2 separate regions of the Capsicum annuum genome follow, and region 1 is linked to region 2. Evidence: chromatin contacts called from public Hi-C data. All regions are on one chromosome and are shown on one strand. The core of a region is the stretch at or near the end of the contact, and the rest is flanking DNA. Distances in the headings are between cores, read along the strand shown.

The links. A called contact is a pair of places that touch in the nucleus more often than the background predicts.
Region 1: a contact with region 2 is called in a Hi-C map of leaf, with 2.3 times the contacts expected there. The contact joins the enhancer-like site here to the promoter of LOC107867737 in region 2. A contact is called at or near these places in 4 of 5 Hi-C or Micro-C datasets (bud, leaf and placenta).

Annotation. Positions count from the first base shown.
Region 1 is chr4:171,829,243-171,835,341 of UCD10Xv1.1, reverse strand. LOC107867736 (transcriptional corepressor SEUSS) reads left to right here. Exons shown (of 10, transcript XM_016714112.2): 9 at 338-407; 10 at 842-2,682. The coding sequence ends at 1,887. Among protein-coding and RNA genes, the nearest start is that of LOC107867736, 11 kb to the left of the region's middle. Within about 2 kb of position 1,536, at least 1 of the 5 cell types and tissues checked has an H3K27ac peak or open chromatin away from gene starts, as enhancers often do. A contact at or near this core is called in leaf, where this site is marked.
Region 2 is chr4:171,658,510-171,664,973 of UCD10Xv1.1, reverse strand. LOC107867737 (mitogen-activated protein kinase kinase kinase 3-like) reads left to right here and starts at 2,850. Exons shown (of 10, transcript XR_007054476.1): 1 at 2,850-3,364; 2 at 3,556-3,825; 3 at 4,553-4,640; 4 at 4,746-4,808; 5 at 4,915-5,075; 6 at 5,267-5,342; 7 at 5,444-5,503; 8 at 5,596-5,703; 9 at 5,906-6,135; 10 at 6,252-6,464.

The DNA.
Region 1 (6,099 bases), core at 287-2,786, 170 kb before region 2:
ACTATGAAGTAGCTGGAACATATTTTGGCCTTAGGATAGAGATTCCTAACGTATTCTGTTCTTCCTTTTTGAGAAATGTTTTCCTTCACTTTTCAGAGATTACGGTATTTCTACAGTATTATTTCAGTGGGTCATCAAGGGTCTAGCTACAAGTATTAAGCACGTAGCCTTGACTTTTTCCCAGTGTCTCAATTTTAAAGTTTTAGATAGTCTGACCGAAAGTGCATTCAAATGGTTTACTTTCCTGATGTTATTGTCTTTTACCTTGATCTTCCCTTTAATTAAACGTCTTAGGGGATATAATTTTATAATTTACTGTGTACTGGTGCCATTGCAGATATCAGAAGTGGTCAATAGCATGAAAGATTTGATTGACTACAGCAGAGAGACAAGGACAGGGCCTATGGGTAAGTTCTGCTCGTTTATGTTTTTACTTGTTTCTGCTGCTAATTTAAGGTTTTCTAAAACCCCCAGTTAATCTCAAAAATGAAAAGTGAAGTTGCAGGGGCTAATCTTTCTCTGTAGTTTGATGGTTTAGAGATATTAGGATTGATTGGTGGTATTCATCACTTGGCATGAATGTTATTTATCTGTCAAATTTTCACGAAAGATGATGAAATTGCTTTTGAGGTGGAAACTGGTAAAACCTACCTAATGTACAGGTGAAAAAATCCAAACTGACTGTTTGAATGCGGATTTTATTCCCTGTGCATTTAACTTACTGAATGTAAAATAGTGCATTTTGTAGTTTATGAACTTAAGCCTGTGAGTACTGCATGGGTGTTGGGGTTGACGCAATTCTTTAAACCTTACAATTGTGCTTGAAATTTGGCCTTTTCAGAGAGCTTGACTAAGTTTCCTCGGAGGAATGGTTCATCAGCTGGGGTACAGGGTGCAACTCAACCATCTGAGGATCAGTCTCAGCAGCAGCAGGGGCAATCTCAGCCACAGCAGCAGCAGACGCCACCGCAGTCTCAGCAGCAGCAGCAGCAACAACAACAGCAGACAGCCAGTAACTCAAACCACGAGAGCTCTGTCCAGGCTGGTGCAATGCAACTTGCTTCCAGCAATGGCATTCCCAGTGTAAACAACTCTTTGAACCAGTCATCTGTTACATCGTCTAGTAGTACTGTTGCCCGGCTACTGCACCAAAATTCCATGAACTCTAGGCAACAGACCCCAATGAATGGTGTGAGCAGTCCGTATGCAGGAAATGGTGTGAACAGCCCTTATGCAGGAAATGCTGTTCAAATGCCTTCACCAAGTTCTTCAAATACAATGCCACAGTCTCAACCAAATTCATCCACATTTCAATCTCCTACACCGTGTTCATCAAGCAATCCACCACAAACATCACATGGTGGCTTATCATCAGGATCGCACGTGAATTCTGCCAGTTCCCCGAATATTTCAATGCATCAACCCACTCTTTCCAGTGATATTGATGCTAATGACTCTCAGAGTTCTGTACAAAAGATCATACATGAAATGATGATGTCTTCTCAACTTGGTGGAGGTGGCCTCGTAGGTGGTGGTACCATGGGGAATGATATGAAAAGTGTAAATGGGTTGATAGCAACTGCTAATAATTCCATTCTTAACGGAAGTAGCTGCTTTGTTGGGAATGGGACAGCAAATGCTAATATAGGTATGGGGCCAGGATATGGGAACATGGGCAATGGACTGAGCCAGGTTGCAATGGTCAATGGAATCCGGTCTGCATTAGGTAATAATTCCATGTCAATGAATGGGAGAGTAGGCATGCCAATGTCACGAGAGCAAGGTATGACTCAACAGCAACAAGATTTGGGGAACCAGCTACTTAGTGGTCTAGGAGCAGTCAATGGTTTCAATAACCTTCAGTTTGACTGGAAAACATCTCCCTAAAGGTTTTGACTTGGCTGTGGCCTAGAAGGTATGAACAAAGTAACAATATCCTTCAGAATATAGGGGTGCATTCTTGTGGTTGTAATTGCATATTTGGTCTTCATGCCGCTGCTTTGTGCTGCCAAGATAACATGAGTTTGCCTTGCACACTGAGAGTAGATATGGTTCCTGAAGAGAGCATTGCAGGGCTTGCTTCCGTTTTAGTGATCTGCGAGAGAAGGAAAACATGTAGCACAGTAATTTCATGATTGAAATGTTATATCACCTGAGGTTGCATAAGATTCGTCTAACTTGATTATGTCTGGTTTAATACCTCTACTTATTTGCACTAACAGACTTGAATAGGACATTCCAGGAGTGACTTGGCGAACACTTGTAGCCTTTTGAGGCATTTGTAAACGACCAGCCTGTTGAGATCTTGCCCATCCTATGCTGTACGTCTGCCACCACTCCGGAACATGAGTGTATATAGTCGTGGATTGTGTGGGAGGAATTTTTATTGTAGTACTTTCAGGAGCTGGTAGAATTATCACTTGTTCTATGGTAATGTGTCTTAATGCAATCACTTTATTTCTCCTCTCCTGACTCCTATGTTTTTGTATTAGTTAGACAGTTTTGATTGTTGTGGTTGCTGGCTTTTGGAGTGGCTGGATGCTAAAGATGAGGACTTCACCTATATGGAGGAAATCTGGTATCAGTGCTCGAGTTTTTTTCTGTGTTTTCTGTCAGTAGTTGTATTTACCTGTTAGACATTGATACCCCGTCTCTAATCCACAAAAGAAACAGAATTTCTTAGTTTTGTCTTTACGGTGGCTAAGCAAAGTGCTGGCTGTTCACTCACGTTTTGGTAGTCTAAATGGGGTACTGCTTGTACTTTGATGGAGATGCATTTGGTGTTTGGTCGACTCGGTGTTTATACTAAGGTAAATATATAATATGCGTTATTTACATAAACGTCAAATAATTTGCTCAAATAAGACACTTGGACTTCATTTGAAGTTTGTGCGTAACAAGATTCTAATCTTACGGATTTCCAACATCAAGTCAATTATTTAGGTTGAATTTTAATCAGTTCGTGCGGTTGTTTTCATAATTTTGCTTTATATAAGGAGTTTGAATGGATCAAAATGATTAAGATCTATTATATAGTTGTAATATTGTAGAGATGTATGTTCAAGAGTTTTTACAAAATTGGAATGAGGTTCGTCTCTACATCCATTTCCATCAGTTTGCAACCGCCCATCATTACCATGACCAATCACTTTAAGTCAGTTAAAGCCGTCATTTATAATTATCATCATTGATGACAGTATCATAACGACAGTCGGTTCGTCATCACTTTATATAGTCAGTTGTTTAAGTTATCTTCATTTAAACTATTTAAATATGGCTTCTAAGCTATAATACAGAGTGTTTTGTGCGTTGAACTGTCAATGCGATATCATAAGCACTACATAACTGGTTTACAAATTTATATAGGAAGGGTTTTACGCAAGTTTTGTTGATACGCGAGTGAGCAACACAACATTTCAAAAGAGTAAGTTGTATGAGTTATGGACACTTGTCGATTGTCATAATTGGTCGCAGTGAGAATCTTGTTCTTTTTGGTGTGTGGCGTCCAGGTCCAAATTGGCTTTTGAATTTTTGGATCGTGACACAAACATTCATAGTAATCTTATCAAGTCCAGAAAACTCGCTTCTAAAACATCAAATTCTCTTGTGATGTATCTAGCCAGACTTCTATTACCTTTTTAGGCAAGAGCTCATATATTCTCCAAAGTATTTCTTGTGGACGGGTAACTTGTGCAACAATGTCCGAAACATAATTATACATGCCGAACCGAACACATGCTTCTTGACCTTATTGAACTTTTCATAGAAAGATTTTATCTTTTTCCATAAGCAATATTAAACTCACTTTCAGATGAAGCTAAACTGTAATCTGATGATAATACTGCTAACGCAAAGTTTAATCTGATGATTAATACTGTTAACGCAACCAACAGAAAAAAGAAAGAAATAGGTGAGAGATTTATAAGTGTTTGAATGAGATGGTTACTTGACCGTACTTTTCAAAAGGATGAACATCTATTTGTTTTATTATATAGTAATAATTAAGTTGTCCATAAATATTTAAAGACACAATTTTAACATAACCAGGGCCCACTTTTCTCAAAAGAAGTTGGACCTTTGTCTACCAAAAACTACATGCATAAATTATCTTAAGTACTCCCTCCGTTCCATGAGTATCCGTTTCATTTTATTCGTCCTAATTTGACATTGCACATTGATTAAAAAATAATTAATAACATGATTATTTTACTATAGTATCCCTATTAAATGATGTTTACATTTTAATTTGAAAAAAAATAATTAATACTAAGAGTAAAAAAGGAAAAAAGAAATTGTCTTGTCTTGATTAATGAAAAATGACAAGAAAAATGAGAAATCAAATTAGAATATTTGAGGCGAGTAAAATGGGATGGAGGGAGTACTTTTAAGAATATTTATTGCAGGTTGTAGGTGTACTCTTTCATAATTATAAAATTCAATTTTTAATCACAAGCAGTGTTTTAAAAGGCGGTCTGAGGCAAAATTTGGGGCTTGTCTCGTGGCGAGGCAAAGATAAAAATGCATCGAGCCACTGTGGGGAGGCGAAAGTCTTGAAAGACGAATATCGTGTAATTTGAGGCGAATGTCTAAGTGTGGACCACACCTTTATTCTTGGACGTAAGCCTTAAAATTTTTATAAATTAAAATTCTTAATCAAAAGTTAAAAAGAAAAACTAAAATGTCAAACTTTAAAGTATTTAATATTTTGCCCAACTCTTTTTATTAAAATATTTCAAACAAAAATCTTTTGTTCTCCGAACAATTCTTTTTTAATATCTTTATCTGTACTCTGTAACTTTACGCTATCACGCTAGATATTAAATACAAGAAGGTAAACACTTTCTTCTTCCTTTCTCATTATTCAAGTTCCTTATTTTCTAATTTTCATTTGTGACTCATAATTTTGTATTTTAAATTTTTATTTTTATTATTTTGTGCTTCTTCTAAAATACAATAAGTGATAAATAATAAAGTAATGAGAAAGTGGGTGATCTCTGATTCAGTAGTTTTTTCAAACTTTTGGTTCAAAATTTTTTTAATTTCTCAATTCATTATTTGCATGGTCCATTGTTCATATCCTATAATCTTGTGGTCGGGAATTTAGAGTTATGTTTTTTTTTTTTTTGTTATAGATAAGTGGTGTTTTTGAGGATATATTATGATTTTTTTATTATTATTATATGAAGATTCACTTCGATATTAATTGGATTGTGTGGTTTTAATTAATTTTTGTAACCCTTAAGTAGTTTTAGATATATCTTTTATTTTTTTTTTTTTTTTTAATAATTTTGATGTTTTTTTTTTTTTTTGGTGATTTATATTTTTTAAAAATCTTTATTTTTAATTATATTAATATATAAAATATTAAAAAGTAAAGAATCCACGAGGCTTATGCTTCATTGCCTCGGGGCTTTCTCCTCAACCCCGTCAGGTAAAAATCCTCATTTTACACTCCCGTCTTTAAAAATATTGATCACAAGTAGTCGTAGTTTTGATAAAATATTATTAAAAATATTTTTCTTACAAAAATCATAGATATTTATTAATATGTCTCCTAATTATTTTTTTTCTTTTCCTTAAATAACTCTTTGCTGATATTAATTCTCAATATTTCTCCCTAAATACACATTTTTTTATAATCTTCATCTCTTTTTTCCCTTTACTTTTTCCTAATTTGTCATACAAATTCAAGATTCTTTCTCTTTCTTGTTTCTCCATTTTCTTTCATACTTATTCCTTTATTAAAAATAGTTTTTTATACATAGCTTACGTGATTTTCATGCTTTCATCCATGAATATATATATATATATATATATATCTTGAAAGCAATAAGATTTATCTTTTTTAAGTATGAAATTAAGATGGTAGCATCATTCAATCTTGATTCAACATCAAAGATAAATGAGATGATATCTTGATTCAAAAAGTAAGCACATGGTGCATGAAATGTATTTACGAAATGATATCACATAAATTGAAGTATCATAATTCATAGTTATCAATTTGTACACACATTTCATACACAGTTAAATTATTTTTCTTCCAAACAAACTGATTATGAATTTACCATAACCAAAAAAATAATAAACATATTGAAT
Region 2 (6,464 bases), core at 1,601-4,100:
ATAGAATCAAAAACTCATTAGTAAGTTTCAAATCAATAACGAGAAACACTTCAAATTGCGAGAGGGTGGGGACAAATTTTATTTAATTTATGACCAGCAACCATATATACCATGTGTGTTGCAAACAGCTCCCCGTGATTTGAACTATTGAACAACAGATAGATACATCCGTTTATCACATAATTTGTACTATTAAACATCTTTAAAAAAAGAATAAGATCCGATTGAAATAAATCTGATTAAAAATATAACAAATTTGAAATTACAGAGAAATATTTTTTTTGTTTGATTTTGAGAAATCAAAATATAGTTATTAATCAAAATGCTATGCCATCCTTCTTAAAATAATCTCGAAAATTTTTCTAAAAAGACAGGAGATTTGATTGTATAAGAGAAATAAAGAGAACGAACTTTTTTCTGTCTTAATTTAAAGAGAGTGAACTTGTTCCTTTTTCCATCTTAATTTAGCTCCTTTTTAATACTATTATATTATTGATTGTCGCTTATTGACTGTCTTAACTTTTTAAAATTAATTAGAAATTTTATATAGCTAACAACAAGCAAATATCAAAGGTACATGAAGTTTGGTGAATACTCATTTTCGATTCCCTTATACAGTTGAAGAAAGTTCTAGAAAGTACGAAAAAGAAAAAAAAGTAGAAAAATATTTAAAATAATTATAGGACTATTCGTTTGCATTCTTTTTATGGCGGCAAGAGTACTCTCTAGGATCGTTGTGCTTATCCTAATTACTGTATTTATTATACAATTCTTTAAGGGGACGTAGAACAAGTGTTGATGCATATGAAAATAAGTTTACACTGTACCGAAAGTACTTTTGATAATAGAGGATCAATAAAGAAGAAAAACCATTTTTAATTTCCTATTTTTGAGCTTCATGTTTATTTTTTATAAATTCTCAAATATGAATTGACATAGCTAATGTGGTAATTCTCTCATTTTCTTATCCATTAAGCAAATGTCAAGGTGTATTGATTTAGACTAATGTCTGATTTTGATATGGCTAAGGATTTTTTAAATTTTTTTCAGGTCCATCTTTAGGAAATTTCCTTAAATAATTCTAGCACGTAAAAAGTAATATTTTGTCTGGCTTGAACTTTATAAGTAAAAGAATCTTCATGTTTGTCATCAACTTTGTAGTTGGGCGATAATTTTCAATTTATGCATAAGATAATAGTCAGGAAAAATTAGTCAATGAAAAGAAGGAACAAAATTTACAAAAATCAAGAAGTACATTAGCAAACATAATATACATATCAATAAAAAACTTAAAAGGTTTGCCTTGCCTTATTTTTCTGATCGATTTGGAATAAAATTCATCAACAATAATAATAATATTTACAATGTAATTTATGAGAAAGGATAATTACATTCCATCACGAAAATTTTAGGTACTATGCATAAATTTAAACCTGATTGTGAATTAAGATGTATTCTTCCGTCACAAATATTATTATTATTATTATTATTATTATTATTATTATTATTATTTATTTATTTATTATTTTTTTCCTTCAAGTGAAGTAATCCTTTCCCTTTCAATGCCCAGGATGTCACCGCGTCGTTAAGAAAAGAAAAAATAATTAATCAACATTTAAGATATGATATAATAAGAGTTTATACTAGGGAAGGTATGTATTTAATGAGATAATAGACTCAAGTGAAGCTTCCCTCCATATTCCATTCACCTAATTATCCCCAAAGTTCATAATACTTTGTAGTAATCTGTGAGCTATGTTCTTTTTTTTCTTTGTTTTGCTGGTGAACATTCAAACTAGGAGTAGGACAGAAAAATATTCACCTCCATTCCTAGTCAAACTTGAAAGGGTTGCTCAGTGCACTAAACTTTCATTTATGCGCGGGATTTAAGGAAAAATTGAACTATAAGAGTTTACTATTATACACCATCTAATCTTACATTTCTTTAACGAACTATTTATGTGCCTGAATGTATTACCTTCTAATTATAAAACAATAACTTTATCAATTACTCAAATACTCAAATACTCACATTCGATCCTAATCAAACTTGTGGGGCAAATATGTGTGCCTTCTCGATATTCCCAATCTTTCTTCCTATCCACAATTGGCGTCAACTTCAAATATTATTTACTAACATTTGCATGCAGCCGGCCCCAACTATTGATTTTTCTTTTCCTGAAACAGTGGTGTTTCGATTTGAACGTAACTCAATTATTTTATCGAGTACTTATTACTACTTTTTATCAATACCTGGCAGACCTGAGTCTCAACCAACACCCCTTCATCAAAAATTATATTATATATAATTAGCTAAAAATATTTTTTTTATGTATATATAGTATTATATATTGTATCCCTTGATTTTTTCGTAAATTTACTTTTTTATATTTTAATCGATCGTTCTCCTTGAAGAAACTTCGGACTTCGACATTGCCAACACCAACTATCATGTAATTTAGCTAGTACGATTTAAACATATAAAAAGAAATTACTTAATATTGTTTTGCATGTGTTTTTAAAGACATAGAACTTTGATCTTTCATAATTTTCATCCCAATTTATTGACAATATGGTGCACATCCTATGGCATGAACGGAGGTCGATCGGATCTAGTAATTTTAGCTCAAACCTTATAATATATTAAAAATAAACTAACTATATATAAAAATAATCTATAATTCAGTTACCATCATTTTTTATCCCTATCCCAGAATCAAGAACTCATAAAATTCAAATCTTAAATTCGCCGCTGTCCTAGATGCAGCCGTCTCCAACTATTGATGCAACCGGCAAACTTATCTACGATATCTTAACCAAACCCCATCATTTTCTTGTTCGTCTGGAAGATGGTGGGGAGAGGGGGTGGGGGGTCCCTCCAATTAAACAAACAACACTCTTGTACACGGTTTAACATGCTCTTATATTACCCACAAACATTTCAAAACTTGAGCAAAATATCCCAAAGTGTCACGATTTGAAACATACTTGACAGTACTCTCGTCCCAACGAAAAGTTAAATGGCTTCTTGGTTTGAAAAACAACCCCTCCAGCTACCCAATGAACAAACTCCTCCAAGAACTTACAAAAAGTATGGAGTAAATAAGTCAAAAAGCTTTGATGAATCCATCTTGATACCCAAAAATTCTCCAACTTGTTTTGCAGCTAATGGATCCTATTCCTCATCCTATGCTTCTCATTCCTACACATGCACAAAAGACAAGAAACTTCACCCTCTTTTTCCTTTGCCTTCACCATTAGATTCACCTCATTTCTCTACAAGATCAAGTAGTGGATCATCCTCTAGCTCATTTCAGTTCAATGATGATGAACAAGGGATTAGTCCATTATTTAGTCCACTCAGGTTTGTACAATCTTTCTTCTTCGTCGCTAATCCATTGTTAAATTGCCCGTACCTGATAGAATTTTTATTAGTCCGTCATTGGATTTGTCCATTGCTAATTCCTGTAGTGCATTGTCTTTTCCTATAAAAGGTTCATCTTTTCTTTTTCTTTAGGGGGGTTTTGTTAACATGTTAGTATAAACATTGAACAGAAACAATTGCAATGATTGGTCAAGAACATCAAATGAGAGTTCAAAGTCCTCCTCTTCTTGCACTTCACCAACAACATATCCAGTGGTATGGGGAAAGATTTTGGATTCTCCTAGTGGAAAACAAGAGAAGTGTAATCATCCACGCCATTCTCTTCCTCTTCCACCGAATTCTTCAACTAATAAAACAGGGCAAGCTCTCGGGTCCAAATGGAAGAAAGGGAAGTTGTTAGCAAAAGGGACATTTGGCCATGTCTATGCTGGATTTAATAGGTATGTCATGACTTTCACTCATGCTATTTTACATATATTTGCTCTTTATTGAAGGACCTTTTCATAGTTTAATATATGTACACTGATAGTATAAAAAATATTTACTGAATCAGGTTACTTAAGGTATTTATAGGTAAAAATTCGTGAGAAACAATAATTGATAACCTGATAAAAATAATGACCAACCTTGCTACGATAAGTTAAACTACATTGATTTTTATGCCATGAGTGTATATAACTTAAATCCTCTCATGCTATTGTTAAAGGTAGCTAGATATTGAGAGTACTGGCACCTATTGCACACGGCGTTCGATAACGTAGGTTCGGTAGAAGGATTGCTCCATAGTTCGAATCCCTGATCTACAAGTGTCACACAAAGACAATTTTATTGTTGCTCTAAGCTCCGCTCCTAAATGTTGAGACTTGAAATATCTACTTTGTCTCTTTGCCAAGGGCTTATCAAAGATAAAGTGTTACTTTAAGCCCAGTGACCGCCCATGATTTACTATTGTTCTATAGATCTTCCCTTATTTGTGTCATCTGTTGGCATAAGCCATAATTCAGCAAGTGTTAGAAAATCAACTTCACCTTCATTGTTCAAGAAAGTAGGCCATTTTTCAAGGAGAATAAATAACAATAGAGCAGAAAAGAAAGAAACATAAGGATAAATACAATTAATGGATATTTGAGACCTCACTAAAAGCTGTTCACTATGTTTCTGCAACAGTGATAATGGACAAATGTGTGCTATAAAGGAAGTGAAAATCATCTTTGATGACACAACATCAAAAGAACGTCTCAAGCAGCTGAACCAGGTTAGTATATTTTCTACTCAAATCTAACAATTTTACATGGTCTTTCATTTTCTTTGTTATTCTTAATGATGATTAGTACTAACAAGTTAGTTTCTTGGTAAATAGGAGATCACATTGCTCAGTCAATTCTCACATCCAAACATTGTGCAATACTATGGAAGTGAATTGGTATGGCTCCTTTGTGTTCGTTCTCAAAACAAATTATGGTTTCTTTCGTCTTATAATGATAAATTAAACTTGAACTAGGAAAAATGACTTTAAACCTTGTGTACAGAGAGGAGATAAGTTGTCACTCTACTTGGAATATGTACAAGGAGGATCAATTCTTAAACTACTTCAAGAATATGGTCCTTTCGAAGAACAAATTATCAGCAGCTACACACGAAAAATTCTCTCCGGTTTAGTCTACTTGCATGACAGTAACATAGCACACAGGTAAACATTATAGCTCGTGATCATGTTATCAGAATATTTTTGTCAATGTAATCCATTGGTGCGGTGCTTTAATGTTCGTATTTACCTTGTCAAAATTGAGGGGCACTAAATCTATGCACTTCATCGAGTTATAACATTTATCTTCAGGGTCTTTTTATTTCCTGTTTTCTGATGTCTTCTGTTATTGGCAGGGATATAAAAGCAGAAAATATACTAGTAAATTCTAAGGGAGAAATCAAGCTTGCAGACTTTGGAATGGCTAAACATGTATGTTATTGATCAACTATATCTGACACCAAGTTTTGATTTCCATTCTCTAAATAGGAAACATTTTAATTCATGTACATATTTTGGTTTTCAAATTTCAGATAAAAGCATGTTCTCTGATGGATTCCTTCAAAGGAAGTCCATATTGGATGGCTCCGGAGGTACACTCTCAAGAATTTGTCTAACATTCTAAATTCGAACTTCTTTTTCACTCTTTCTTGTTTCCTGAAACCGAAATTCCAAACACTACCAGGTATTTAAGGATACAGGAGGTTGCAATGTTGCTGTAGATATTTGGAGCCTAGGTTGTACTGTTCTTGAGATGGCAACAGCTAAACCTCCATGGAGCCAACATGAAAGAGTAGGTCATATTTCCTTAAGTTCTGAAATTTTTGTTTGAGGTTTCACTTGTTTGGTAAAATCTTGAGAATTTCTATTTTTCAAAAATTTCTGATCAAAAATCAGCATTGAGTGAAAGGATAATATTATGGCTCATGATATAGTTAGATTGTGCTAGTTTTTTCTTAGCAGTTAAGACTGATATTCTTACATGGGATTGACAGGCAGTTTTACTATTCAAAATGGCAGATAGGAAAGACATTCCTGAAATTCCCAGGAACCTCTCAGATAATGCGCAGAGTTTTTTGAAACTTTGCTTGCAGAGGAATCCAGGTTGCCGTTCGACAGCTGTTCAGCTGCTACATCATCCATTTGTTCAGGCTTACTGGTGAGGAGGAGTTGGTCCCCACTCCATCTTCACTTAAAATGGATCATTTAATCGGCCAATTTTACGGTATGACTAGAACGTCAGCATCTTTTTTTCTTTTGAAATTAAGGAACGGCATGATTGGTAATGCTTGCAAACTTGTTGCGGGCTGTCGATATTTCTGGCTTGCATCTTGACGACAGGTTGAGCAAGCCTGATGGTGAAGGAGAATTGGTATTTAAGCTGTGGGAAGATGGGAAGGATCTGGATTAGAGAATGAAGATCAAGAACCCAGTCAAGTCCACATGCCAAGAAAAAGAATATGAGCTAGTTGTTGGAAGCATTACATTCTGGTTCCCATTGGTTGAGTTGATCCCGAGACAAAGCGAAGAGGTAGAATTTATAAGGAATAGACA